Linked DNA regions of Oryctolagus cuniculus: region 1 is linked to region 2. A link is a contact called in public Hi-C data. All regions are on one chromosome and are shown on one strand. Each heading gives the region's core, a stretch centred on a gene start, on an enhancer-like site or on the middle of the called end of the contact. The rest is flanking DNA. Distances are from core to core; before and after follow the strand shown.

Region 1 (7,159 bases), core at 112-2,611, 280 kb after region 2:
GCCCAGCCCAGCCACCTGCCTTCCAAGGGACCAGGCACTCCTCTACTGGGCTCGGGATTTTCTGTGCGGCTGTCTCCCCCACAGGGCTGGGGGCTTCTACCCAGAGGGGCGGGGTCCAGGCCCACCACACAGCCTGCCCACTGGGGGCCCCCACAATGCTCTGGGCAGCAGCAGAGGGGGTCCCACTCGCCCACTCGTGTGCCCTTCCCTTCTCTGGACCCCAGTTTCCTCAGCTGGTCGACTGGAGAGGGGGCGGCCAGGACTCTGCCAGCGGCCAGAGCACCCAAGAGCAGCAGGTGACCGTCTGGGAGAAGCGGCTGCCCCGGGGAGGAGGCCCAGGCCCTACCAGAGCCAAGCAAGATGGGGCTCCTCTTTCGAGTCACCAATTAATCGATAACCCAACCCCGGAGGGACGGGCCGGTGACCTCCACACTGTTTGCTGGCAGCCGGCCACTATCTCCTTGTCTTCCAACTAATCCACAGACCCTCCACGCGGGCTCCTCTGCAACGCCCCTAGTCTGTCCCCTGCAGTTTTATCTGCTCAGCTCCCCGCCCCCCACCCCAAGTCCAGAACCAGGTCTCCTACCCCTGGCCCTCTGTTCCGGGAGCCCCCTCCTCCCCACGGCCTCTCCTACCAAACCCAGGAGCCTTTCCAAGGCCCCGGGGTACCAGCCCATGGAAAATCTTTGCGGTGCCGGGTCCCGAGGGTCGCCCTGCCTCTGCCCCCCCAACACCTCCCCACACCGGAGTCCCCTAGGACACAGGACACTGTGGAGTTATTTACGGCCTGGGCTTATCTCTCCCGGCCCAGAGGGCAGCTCCTCTGGGAAGGGGCTGGGTTTCTCTCTCCCGGCCCACAGCCCCGCGGAAGGCAGCTTCTCTCCCGCGGGCCCCGCCGTCAGCAGCGCAGAGCCCAGGGTGGACCTGTCTGCACGTGTGCCCAGCGTCTGACGGTGCGCAGGGGCAGCCCGGGGATTCCTGCCTGACTTTGCCCCAGGGGGACACTGGGGCTCCGAGACGTGGAGTGGCACTTGCCCAAGGTCACGCGGCAGGACGCCCCCCAGGGTGAAGCGACTGACAAGGAAACACGCGGGAGCCCAGGCAGCCGCGCCTCGCGAGGGCGCCCCTGCGGCGGCGCGGGCACCTCCACCGCCTGCTCCCTCTCCGCAGCCCGGGACAGAGGAGCAGGACGCCGAGACTAGAGAGTGGCTTGCCCACGAACCCCACCGCCACCCCCAGGGGCCCTCCCGCTCCCGGCCGCCGCGGGGTCCCCACTTACAGCCACTTGATGCCATAGCACACGCCGGTGTGTAGCGCCAGGGCGAAGAGCAGAGCCTCGCAGACCTGCGGCCGCGCCCTCATGGTTGCACGCCGGGCGCCGCGCTCGCACCCTGCAGCCGCCGCGCCGGAGTCCGTCCCGCGCACGCCGCCTGCAGTGGGGAGAGCGGGGGTGGCGGGTTAAGGCGGCGCGCGGGGCGGGGAGGCGTTTATTCAAATTACAAAGGAGGGGTCGGCCCGGGGAGGCCGCGCGTCCCTCCCGCCCCGCACGGCCCCGGGGCTCCAAGAAGAGCGGCCGGCCGAGGGCGTGTCCGTCCAGCGCGGCTCTGCGGGGGCCCAGGCGGCCGGCACGAAGGGCCTGGGAGGCAGAAGCCAGAACTTCGGGAGAGGCGCTCCGAGCAGGCGGCTGGGAGCCACGGCGGCGGAGGGGGTTCCCGGGACGCACACCCTGACCGAAGGCGGACAGGAATGGACCCTTGCTCTCGGTCATCGTGGCCTTGGCATCTGTCCGTCCCTATGGGGCCTCAGTCTACCCGCTCTGTAAACCGGGGTGATTCGGCCTCTTTAGAAAGAACCTTCGCCTTAACAGCTGCTTTTCCCAGCAGCTCCGTGAACTAGGCACGCTCACTGCGCCATCCCACAAAGGAGAACACTGAGGCCCAGAGCCGTGCGGTGCGCCAGTCCAGCTGGCCAGTGAGCGGCGGGTCCCTGCGCGGGGTCCGGTGAGAAGAGGGGGCTCGCCCCTGCACGGATTTCGTGGCCTGGGCAGGGGAGGATGAGAGCGGGCGTGGCGAGGCGCTCTGTGCAGTTCAGAGTTCCGGGTCTCTGAGGTCCCCCTTAGCTACAAGACTCCGGGGGGTCGGGGGGGCGCGGCCGCAGGCGGGGCAGGGCTGCGGAACGCGGCCGCGCGCGGCAGCTCGCCCGGTGCCCGCGCCAACCGCCAGGCGGCGCCCCTGGCCACGCAGGAGCCGCTCCCCCGCCCGCCCACCCGCCGGCGGCCCGAGGAGCTGCGCTCTGCTGCTGCTTTTTTTTTTTTTTTTTTGCTGCTCCTCATTCTCACCTCATTAACTCCCTTCCCAACTTCTTCCAAATTTACCACCACCTGGCGTTCGCCTGGAGTTGCACACGGCCCCAGCCCTTCTCCCTCCGGGAGGGGCAGAGACAAAGGGATTCCTTTCCGCGGGGTTTGGGGCACTGGAGCGCCAGGGGGCTCTGCGGCCGAGCGCAACTCTTCAACCCCGCCTCCCGTCCCCTCCCCGCCTCGGCCTCAGTCTCCCCTTCCACAAAACCGGAGTGGGCGTCAGCGCACATCTCCCGAGTCCTCCCGGCCTTTCGGGGCTCTGCGACTCTGCGCCCCCGCCCGTGGGCTTCCACGATCACGGGCACCCGGGTTTGCGCTTGTGCGGGCACGTCCCGAGCACCGCGAGCATCCCGCATCCCACTGCCTCCTGGCGTTCTTGTGCACGGCCAGGAGAGCCAGGAGAAGCCCCCGCGCTCGCCGCTCCAGAGGGTCCCCAGCCAGGCACCCAGAAAGCGCTCGCTGCTAACTCACCGACCCAAGGCTGGGGATCTGGGCGGGGCTCTTGGTGGGACTGGGCCCCCAACTCCACGCAGCCCGGACCCAGGCCCTTTGTTTGGCTAGTCCTGGGCGCACCCCGCACTTCTCAGAAAAAGGCCAGCCCAGCGGGGCGTGGGGCGAGTTGTCCAGACTCGGGCCAGTCTCTCTCCGCAGCTCCCACCTCTCCAAGGTGGCTCTTCCAAGCGCCCAGCATTCCGGGGTGGGAAGAAGAAGACCCCCAGCGGGCGACCCGCGTCCGGCCCCTAGGATCACACAGCGGACAGAGACCGGGGGCCTCCAGCTATGCCTGAAGCTTGCCGAGCGGCCCCCGCAATGCCAGGCTTCTCCCTCCGCCGACCCAGCTCGTCGCCGTGGGAGGCGGCGCCTGACCTGGGCCTGTGACTCCGGACGGACTATTCCTGGCCGGTGCGCTAGCGTCCTGGACTGCCGAGCGCCGCGGGTCACCCTCAGCCTGCGTGCGTCTGCGGATCGGGACGCACTCGCGGCGCGGAGCCCCCGGCCCGCCAGGGGGCGCCAGGCGGGGATTTGCGGCGGGAGGGGCTGCTGCCTCCCACCGGTGGCAGTTGGGGGCAAGTCCCCTCCGCTAACTGGGTCTCTGTATCCGCGTGCCGGGCTGGTGCAGCTTGAGTGCCCTCTGGGTCCTGGCCTCGCTGAGCTCAGCCCGGGGCCGCCCGACCTCTGACTTCTGGCCCGGCGCGCAGTGGGCCAGCGTCACAGCATGGGGTCTTGGGTGAGCCAGCTGCCCCTCCCGCCGCGCCTCGGGGCAGGTCCAAGGCGCCCCCTGAAGCCGCGGGCGGGGAGGGACACGCGCCTGGCCCCACATCGCGGGCAGGTGGCCACAGGCTTGAGCCGCGGTCTCCGGAAACGTCGCCGACGGCGCGGCCTCCCCTCCGAGCCGCACTGGCGGGGACTTCGTAGAGCCTCTCCTACCCCCGGCGCGCGGGGTGCTGGTCTGAGAGCCGCAGCGCGCACCGGGGCAGCATACACACGGTACGGGAGGCCACCGTCGGCCCGGCCCGCGTAGCGACCCTCGCGATACAAGCAACTGCGCTAGGGTTACCTGCGAGGCCGGCTCGGACACTCGTCCCAGGTCTCCGAGGATGCGGCTGCTCCGCCGCGGCGCGGGTCACCCGGGACACGGGTTGTTTGGAACTGGGAACGGTGAGCCGGGCACACGCGGGAGCTCTCCCGCGCTACCCCGGGCCCGCCAGGGACACGGGGTCACCCCAGCGCCGGGATTGGGGGGGCACGGTGTTGTGGGGCTCGCGCGCGAGCTTAGCCAGATGTTCGGCGGCTCCAGACTTGCGGCGGGGCCTGGGCCGGGGCTTCCCTCCTCCCCACCCCCAGCCTGAAGCTCAGGTCTGTAAATAAACTCGTTTTTGCCCCTTCCCCCGCCGCCTTGGAGAGCCATGGTCAACCCCAGGCGGCCGCCGCCACCTCCCAGTTTGGTGGGAGCTGCGAGTTCTCTGCGCCTTCAGCCACCCTCTCCCGCCGAGCCTCACTCGTGCCCTGTACGGCGGGATCCAAGACCCCCGCCCCCGGGACGGCTCGGGCGTGACCTCATCCGAGGACCGACTGGGAGGGACGCCGGGGCCAGGAGGGCTGAGGAGGCTGCGGGAACTGCTCAGCGCCCCCAGCCCTCAGCCCCTAGGGCCGCGTCCCCGGACTCGGGGCTGCTCTCGGTCGCGGAACTCGCGGGTGCTACAGAGCGCAGGTCTGGAGGAGACTCGGTTTGCTTACCCGGGAGTGGGTGCCCAGGGGGTCGTGGAGAATGCAAGAAGCGCTGTCCCCTAGTCCTCGGGCGATCCCCGCCCTCACGGGTCCTCCTGAGCGTCTGCGGGCTCCGGCGACCGCGGTTCCCGTCTCTGGGCGCTCGCGCTGCGCCGGCCGGCCCGGGAGCCAGGAGCGCGGCTCCCAGGGGGCCCGAGTGCGCTCGGCTGGGCTGGAGGCGGGAGCAGGACGCCAGGGAGCCTGGCAGGCGGCAGCCGGCTCCGGTGCCCCGCGCACTCCGGCGCGCACTCGGAGGGCTCTCCCCTGCGCTCGGCTCCCGGGGCCTGCGCTCGCCCGCTCTCCCGGCGAGATCTCCAGCGCCGGCCTCGGCAAAGGCTTTATAAGGCGCGGGCGGCCGCTTTGATCCGCCCACGTCAGCGCGCCGAGCCCCACCGGGTGGTTGGGCCGCGCGCGGGGGGCGGAGCGGGATCCCCGCGGACGCCACGGATCCGGCGCCAGCGCTGCGGCTCCCGCGGACTCGGCGCCCCGAGGATTTACGGAGGGGGCTTGCTCTGTACAACAGGCGTCCACCGTGCGCGTGGGGCCCAGGTGAGGCCCGGCTCCAGTAGCGGCAGCCGCGGGGCGCGGAAGTCCGATTTGGGTGTCCCTGCGGTGCCCGGGCATGGTTGGGCGCCCGCCAGCAGCTTGGTCACCGCAGAGGTCGGCGTCCGGAGACCTGAGTTCTTGTCCCAGTCCTGGTTCTTCTCAGAACCATCTCGCCAGGCCTTCGCGCAATCTTCGAAGCGCCCTGTAAGCCTTAGGCACCACGCCCAGCTGGCGTCCTGGCTCCCCAGGTGAGGGGGGTGTGCTGATGGGGACAGCGGAAGCCTGAGGCTCAGAAGCTAGGGGAGCCTAGAGGCGCCTGGGGCTGGAGCTGGGCTGTGTTTCTGGGGACCATTCCCCTCTCTTGGCCTCCCCTGAGCAGACACGCCGCTTCCCCCACCCCATTTCTGACTGCCTGTCAGGTGCTGCGGTCAGCTTCTGTCTCTCCCTCCCCAGAGGGGCCCCAGTCCCGGAACATTCTCAAGGATTACCCAGCTCATTAGAAGGAAGGGGAATGGAGATGGTGAGAAGAGGGAACTTGTCTCGGATCCCCCAAATCACCTGATGCTCTGTGGAAGCCAAGGCTGCCCACACCTGGCCACAGGTACGTCCACATGCGGCAGGTGCATCTAGGCCAGCAACGCCCACAGCCACACAAGTAGCCCTGCACATGGTCTGCCAGTTTCTCTTGCACACTAGGGACAGATCACTCTATAGGTAGACATATCATAAGCAGTTTATATACTCAATAGCGCATAGGTATGAAACAGCCACACACATGTCATTAAGATGAAGCTGGACACACACAGAACCCCTCCCCCCAGTACATGTTTGACACATCCGTGCTTCCATGAACACAGACACACAGCTCCCATGCATGCCACGCCAGGTGCACCTGCACTTCTTCACCCAATCACAGTGGGTAGGCAATGGGACATGGAGTGGGGCACTTAGGAAGAGGGAAGGACAGGGCTGCTTCACCAAAGAGCCTGGAGCAGGGGCTTCCAGGGACTGACTGTGTCCTAGGCTCCCCTGGCACAAGGCACCTGGGGCCACCGTTGTCAGGGCCATTCCAGGTGGCCTGTGTGCTCATCTGAGAAGCTGTCAGGCATCCCCAAACATTTGCATAAGCAGTGCATCTGCCAGACATCCCCTCCCAGCTCCCAGCTGGAGAAGAATCAGAAAGCTGGTTGGAGTCTTGGAGACTTGGGTTCCAATATAGATTTTGCCCAACTTGCATTTAAGAGCGGTAATCTTCAGCAGCACTGTTTTCTTATCCACTCAATGGAAGTAATACGACCACATGAAGTCATCTGTAGTCTCCAAGATCAGGCTTAGTGTCCCTATTTCACAGACGGAGAGATGAAGGAGCAAAGAGGAGGTCATGCTAGCGCTCGTATCTGAGCCCAGATCTCTCTGGCTCCAGCCTGTGCAGCTGGTGGCCTCTGTGAACGGGCGCAAGGAAGGTGGTGACTTTGCATCATCTGCTGGGGAGTTGAAGGAGCCAGGGGATGCTCCCAGGAACCCCTGAAGCCCAGCCTGACCCCTCCTGGCTCCTCCTGACCCCCCCCCCACCAGCTGCTCGGCTGGGTCCTGTGGGTCAAGAGCCAGGCATCAGCCAGGGTCGGAAGCCCTGCCTGTGGAGAGTGGGGGCAGGGCTGTGTGGAAGCTTGAGTTGAAATCTGGGGAGCCCTGGGCCAAGGGTCCCCAGGCGCTTAGCAGGGGCTTTGCTGAGATGTTTGCACGAAGGGCTTTTTCTCATCTCTATGCTTTCTGGAGCTTTCGCCTTCCCTCCCTCCTCCCTCCCCTCCCCTCTGCCCCCTTCCCTCCTTTCCTCCAGGGCACCTGGGTTGAGGGCTCCTCTTCAGAGGGGACTGAGCTCAGAGCAGGGTGAGGTGGCCCTTGGCAGCTGCTGCTCGGGCATGAGTTTATTTTCCTTCTCCCCACTGTCTCCCCACCCCTGCCCTAACTCTAATTATCTGATTGCCC
Region 2 (7,087 bases), core at 1,177-3,676:
AGAGTGTGTCACTCTGAGTTGGAGATGCCTGCCTTTCAGACATCCATGTGTGCATGTTAAGAGCCTGGAGTTCACAGAGATGCAAATATGGGGCCATTGGCAGATAGCCCTGGAAATCCTGAGTGTAGATAAGAGATGAGAAGCAGGCAGTGAGGAAAAAGGGGCCAAGTAAGCAAGCCTTGAGCACCTCCCACTCTTAAAGGCCAGATAGAGAAGGAGGCACTGGAAAGGTGCCTGGGAAGGAGTGGTCAGAGGAAAAGGGAAAAAAGACTGAGGTTTCTTACAGACTCTGAGGCCAAAGAAAAGAGGGTTGTTTTGTTTTTTAAGATTTGTTTTTGTTTGTCTTGTTTGTTTTTTAAGGGGAGGGAGTGGTCAAATATGATTAGAACTGAAAATTGCCCTTTGGATTTACTAAAATAGAGATTTTTCTAGGTGATTTCTTCAAAACTCAGGTCAAATTCTGACAGTCTTAAAATTATTTTTAATTTAATTTGTTTTTAAATGATTTATTTATTTATTTGAAAGGCAGAGTTAGAGAGAGAGGGAAAGAAATAGCAAGAGAGATATCTTCCATCTGCTGATTCATTCCCTAAATGGCTGTAATGCGAGGGCTGGGCCAGGCTGAAACCAAGAGCCTCATATTCCATCTGGGTTTCCCACGCGGGTGGCAGAGCCTCAAGTACATGAGCCATCACCTGCTGCTTTCCCAGGTGCATTAGCAGGAAGCTGGATCAGAAGTAGAGCAGCTGGGACCCAAACCGCTCCCATAAGGGATGCTGATGTCACAGGTGGTGGCTTAACCCATTGTACCACATGCTGGCACCCTTTAATTTTAAAATTCATTTTCTGAGTTTTTAAAATATATCAGTATCCTAATGCATAGCTTTAACATAAGATATGCCAATTTGTATCTAGGTTTGTTTTTCTTCCTTTCAAATCTGTAAGCTTTTTGACAGATTTCCACTTGTAATATTGAATTCTGGTATATCTACCATAGTTGTTGGGATATGGTATTTGCTTATTAAAAGGGTTTTTCAGTGTAGTGGTTAGGATGCCATTCGGGATGCTCAGATCCCATATTGAAGTGCCCAAGTTGAGTCCCATTTCTGGCTCTTGATTCCCGCTTCCTGCTATCGGCGACTTAGGAAGCAGCAGGTGATGAACTAAATAATTGGTTCTCTGCCATTCTTGTGGGTGACCCAGATGGAGTTCCAGGCACTCAGATTTTGCTTGGCCCAGCCCTGGCTGTTGCAGACATTTGAGGACTGAACCAGCAGTTGGAAGACCTCTCTCTCTGCCTCTCCTTCTCTTTATAACTCGGACTTTCAAATAAATAAATCTTTTAAAAAATAAGTGAATGAATGAATGAATGTATGTTTGTGATTAATGAAACAATAGTGGGACTGCTACTGGTGCTGTTTTTAGTGTCCCATTTACATGGTTAGCTGTCTGGACACTGTGCAGGCATTAAGTTCTTTCTGTAACTGGTAACTCACTTTGGCATGTAGTAATAGCAATACTGATAACCAGTATCTATTACTGCACATCAAACATTATTTTAAGAAGTTTACCTCTGGTATTGTATTGTATTTATTTATTTTTGAAGATTTATTTATTTATTTGAAAGTCACAGTTACACAGAGAGAGAAGGAGAGGCAGAGCAAGTGAGAGAGAGTGGTCTTCCATCCTTGGTTCACTCCCCAAATGGCTGCAACGGCTGGAACTGGGCCAGTCTGAAGCTGGGAGCCAGGAGCTTCTTCTGGGTCTCCTACATGGGTGCACGGACTCAAAGACTTGGGCCATCTTCTACTACTTTCCTATGGCTATAGCAGAGAGCTGGATCATAAGTGGAGCAGCTGGTACTGGAACTGGCACCCATATGGGATGCTGACACTGCAGGTGACAGCTTTACCCACTATGGCACAGCACCGGCCCCTGGTATTGTATTTAATCCCCCAAGAAACCGGTAGCTGAATACTAATAGTTGTTGAGATTTTGAGTAGGCCAGTAAGTAGTATTCCTGTCTTCTCTTGAGTTTGGAATAAGTTCAGAGTGCTAAATAAATGGAGATCACAATGTTGGCTTTATTACTGATAGAAGTGGTTAATGTGGCTGATGCTCTGTGAATTAAGCAGCTGGACCATGACCAACAGGACTTTTGTGTTGTTTTTCCTGAGTTGAATCTCCCCCTAAAAATAACAAAGCAAGTGACACTGAGGGTTTCCTCTTGTAGAAACAAAGTCTGATCCTCCAAGCCAACAGCAGAGGTTGTCCGTGTGCTTTAGATGGGCTTCTCCTGGTGGGAGGGAACAGAGAAGGAGCTAAGCCAGTCACGTTCCGATCCGTCTGCTAAGCTCAGTCCTCAGAGCAGTCAGCTGCTGTTGCTGGGGAGGAGTGGAGGACTCAGAGCAACTGGAAATGTTCCTTGCATGACCTTGTGTCCTGGCAGTGTAGTGGAAAGTTTTTCTCCCATGTGAAAACGTAGGAATGCACACTGAAGTGTTTCCTCTAACAAGAATATCTAATATTTATTGAGCACTTTTGTGCTGAGCACTGTTCTAAATCCTTTACTTTTTTTTTTTTTAAAGATTTATTTATTTATTTTTAAAGTCAGAGTTTCAGAAAGAGAAGGAGAGACAAATTTTCCATCTGCTGAGTCACTCCCTAGATGGCTGCGATGGCCAGGGCTATCCTAGGCTGAAGCCAGGAGCCAGGATTTTCATCCAAGTCTCCCATATGAGTGGCAGGGGCCCAAATACTTGGGCCATCTTCCTCTGCTTTTCCCAGGCCATTAGTGGGGAGCTGGATTGGAAGTGGAGCAGCTGGGACTTGAACTGGTGCCCATATGGGATGTCAGCGTTTTAGGCAGTGGCTTTATCCACTATGCCACAATCCTGGCCCTCAATTCTTTACATTTTTATTTTTTAAAATTTATCTATTTATTTGAAGGGCAGTGTGACAGAGAGATCTCCCATCCACTGGGTCATTCTGCAGATACACTCAACAGCCAGGGCTAACCAGGAGGCAAGAACTCCATCTAGGTCTCCCATGTGGGTGGCAGGAACCCAGGTATCAGGGCCAACATCATTTACCTCCCAGACACATTAGCAGGAAGCTGTATAGCATAGAGTAGCTGGAGAGCACAGAGTAGCTGAGACTTGAAGCAGGCATGGAGTATCTGACAACATGAAAAGCTTTTTTTCCCCTTCTTTTCTTTTCTTAAGTGATTGATTTTCACTAGAAGAAGGTATTAAAAAATAGCCTAATTTATAGTCTTCTTTATGTCCAAGATAGACTGGTTTGTCAAGATTTTCTACTGTTAAGGAAAATAAAGTTGCCACTACTAAGCTTACTATTCTAAAATTAGAATTCATTCCTTAATGCTTGGAATTTCGACATCTCAAAACTGGACCCATGGGAATGCTGATTTGCAAATAAAGCTAAGAATATTTAACACTGCACTTTGAGGTTTAAGTTTTACTCTGCCTAAATTGGTGATAAGCAAAGCAGCCATGAACAACATTTTGTTTATACAATCCTATTGAAGATAATTTATGTTTTTTTAAAAACTCTGCGTCTTTCATCTCTGTTGAATCTGTGTAAATCTTTTTTTTTTAAGATTTTTTTTTTAAATTTATTTGAAAGACAGTTATAGAGAGAGGTAGAGACAAAAAGAGAGGTCTTCTATCTGCTGGTTCACTCCTCAGATGGCCGCAACAGCCAGAGCTGCGCCGATCCGAAACCAGGAGCCAGGAGCCTGGAGCCTTTTCCGGGTCTCCCACGTGGGTGCAGGGGCCCAAGGACTTGTACCATCCTCCACTGCTTTCCCAGGCCACAGCAGAGAGCTAGATCGGAAGAGGAACAGCCGGAACTAGAACCGGCAACCGTATGGGATGCCGGTGTCTCAGGCCAGAGTGCACCACAATGCTGGCCCTGACTGTAAATCTTTTCAAAATGCAATTCTTAAAAATTTTGATTTTCTAACAAAATTCTCCCAAAAAAACCCAGCATTTCCAAGTGGAAGCTTAACCCACTGCCCCACAACAACCCTCTTTTACATATTTTACTTAATTTAAACCTCACAATTGTCCCTTAATAGAAGAAGAAACTGCCACAGAGAAATTAAGTGATTTTCCCAAGATTACACAGCTACTCAGCGGCAGAGCTATGACACAAAACCAGATAGTTAATGCATGATTGTAATAAGTGGTACATTTTATTCTTTAATGCTTTAGTGAATGAGTTATATTAATTAATAAATGTAGCTTATCTTGCTCCTTTACCAGCATTCAAATGAACACCTGACATACAGGCTGAACCTTGAAAAAGTGCCATTTTTAAGAAGGCTACAAACAGGGTTTTCAGTGGGTATGGCAATGTAAGGGCATACTTCGAGATTCCATTCTGCACCTAACAAGTGATGATGAAATTTGAGAAATTTAATGAGGCATGTCTTGCTAAAACAACAATAGCAACAACAACAACAAAAAACAAGATAATAAATGTCTCTGGAACTGAAATGGAATAGAAGTGCAAAGAAGTGGGCAAAAGCAGCAGCTGTGGGCCTTTTGGACTCCCTTGCCAGAGGAGGCAGCCATGACTAAAAGATGGCATCTTTGGGAGCAGAATGAGCATTAAAAACTAGGTGGCTCTCCCTGTTGAAAAAGGAGATTGAAAAAAAGCTCAAGTTGAAAGAGAATCTTAACAGAAATTTATGTCTTTTTTAGTTTAAATTTTAAATATATTTTATTTATTTAAAGGCAGAGAGAGGGGACAGAGACTGAGAAATTGAGAGATTTCTCATCTTCTGTTTCATTCTCCAAATGCCTGCGACCCAATCAGGGGTCTGAAACTCAATCATGCCTTCCACATGGGTTACAGAGATCCAAGTACTTGAGCTGAGCACCCTGCTGCCTCCCAGGGGACACATTAGCAGGAAGCTGGAATTGGGAGGAGAGCGGGGACTTGAACCCAGACACTCTGGTACGGGCTCTGGGTGTCCCAAGCAGCATCTTAACCACCATCCTTAAAGGGAATTTTTAAAAGCTATGAGAGAAAAAGGAAATAACACCTATGAACCAGACTGTTGTCAGACTTCTCATTGTCCACAGTAGATGCCAAAAGAAATGTAATACTGTTAACCGTTAGCATATAATGTGGGTGTTTCTGTGAGCTGTGAGCTCTCAGTCAAGACGGAGGGTGAAAGAGGGACAGTTTTAATCACACAGACTGAACGGTTCCCAGCCCTAGTCTTTAACCCATATTGAATGATGTAAAGAGAAGTTATCCTCAAGGGATGTAGGGTGGTAGACAACAGCAAGGGGTATAAACATGGTTGAAACAGCAGGGAACTGATGTGGAGCGGCGGGTAAAGCTGCCGCCTGTGACGCTGCCATCCTATATGGGTGCCAGTTTGAGTCCCAGCTTCTCCACTTTTCATCCAGCTCCCTGCTAAAATGGCCTGGGAAATGACCCAGGTGCATGGGCCCTTGTTACCCACATGGGAGACCTGGAGAAAGCTCCTGGCTCCTGGCTTCAGCTCGGTCCACTCCTGGCTGTTGTGGACATCTGGGGAGTGAATCAGCGGGTTGAAGATAGCTCTCTCTGTCTCTCCCTCTCTTTCTGTAATTCTTTCAAATAAATAAACAAATTTTTTTAAAAAAATCAATGAATTGTTTTAACTACTGACTGTAAGCTAACAAACAAAAATCAGTATTTGGTAACTGTGTGTGTGTGTGTGTGTGTGTGTGCGTGCACGTGTGTATTAAGGTAAAGCAGACTAAATAGATGATTGTTATTCAAGGTGTGTTCTGTGGACCAGTGCTAGTGTAAGAGCTGTCATCATTCTGTGGTGAGCCATGTGCTAAAGTAAGAATAAAAATTTTGACACTTTTTTAACTGTTTAGCATTATTATGACATTTTATTCTATTTTACCAAATTATCCGTTCACAATGGATTGAAGGAAAAAGACCCAAACAATTAGTCCTTCCCCACAGAGGGCAGAGAAGCACTGCCCTGGACAGTAGTAACAGGGTGGGCATGGGTATGTTCAGGGTTAACACTCACTGAGGGTGCTGGTTTGTTTGGGAGGCTGGAGATAGTTGAGACTAGAAACGGAGAATATAGATTTCTGATTAACAAGGGGAAAAGGATTATAAAGGTTTGTCAACTTGGTAAGAGACAGAAAAGGAAACAGAAGTATATAGTATGGGCATAACAACGAGTCTAAAGATAGTTGTAATTACAGTAATTAAATGGATATCATCCATATGTTTGCAATGTTTCATAAGCAATTTAAACATATTAAAGCAATGAGACTTTGACAAGATTGAAATTTACAAACATGTGCTTTCTACAGAAGAGGAAAAGTTATACGTTTGAGGCAGTAGTGAAGCATGTGTTAAAGCAACTTTTAAAGTAGTGACTAAAATTTATATTTACCAGTTCCTTGGCAGTCTTGTTCTTTTCATTAGCTGTGCCCAGAAGCTTGTCCTTGCGGGGAATGAGCATGTTCATGTTAATCCTCCCTTTGTCCACATTCTCTTCAAATGTCTTTGGCCACAATAGGTCTAAAAGCTTCAACTACTTCTTCTTTCCCTGAGAACTTTCTCTTTGTTGTTTATCTGCTTCTCTCTAAGGCTTTATTCATTTCTATTGAGCTTTTAGGAACCTAGAAAACCTTTTAACTATACTCATGAACTACAATGAGTAAGTAATTTATTCTCATTTTTAGGAGTGTGCTTGGAAACTATTTAATGCATTTAGTCCTTTGTTCTGTAATCTCTGGTTGGCATTATTAAAGAGTGATATAGTCTTGTTAATTTTATGCAGTAAAATTTTATTTGGCATACAAATGTGACACTCTGAAGTATTTAACTGCAGTGCAAAGTGGTGATTGAACAAGTGATGATGAAGATATCACCAGTTGAAAAATGATTTCATGATTTTTTTTCTGTCAATAAATTCCATGCACCTGCTGTTGCTGTGTGCCTGTTATAAACTAGGCACTGTGAGATGCGAAAGAGTGTAAGACACAGATCACTCAAATATTTTGCTGTAGATAATATAGCATGTATACCAGAAGTC

What was found. Hi-C and Micro-C count contacts between places; a contact is called where the count stands out from the background.
Region 1: a Hi-C map of an unstated tissue shows a contact between it and region 2, with 2.2 times the contacts expected there. The contact joins the promoter of WNT11 here to the enhancer-like site in region 2. A contact is called at or near these places in 3 of 6 Hi-C or Micro-C datasets (ear pinna, embryonic fibroblasts and an unstated tissue).

Annotation. Positions count from the first base shown.
Region 1 is chr1:67,219,100-67,226,258 of mOryCun1.1, forward strand. WNT11 (Wnt family member 11) reads right to left here and starts at 1,362. Exons shown (of 5, transcript NM_001082224.1): 1 at 1,280-1,362. The coding sequence starts at 1,362.
Region 2 is chr1:66,934,190-66,941,276 of mOryCun1.1, forward strand. The region is part of intron 5 of UVRAG (UV radiation resistance associated); the gene reads left to right. Among named protein-coding and RNA genes, the nearest start is that of UVRAG, 87 kb to the left of the region's middle. Within about 2 kb of position 2,427, at least 2 of the 8 cell types and tissues checked have an H3K27ac peak or open chromatin away from gene starts, as enhancers often do.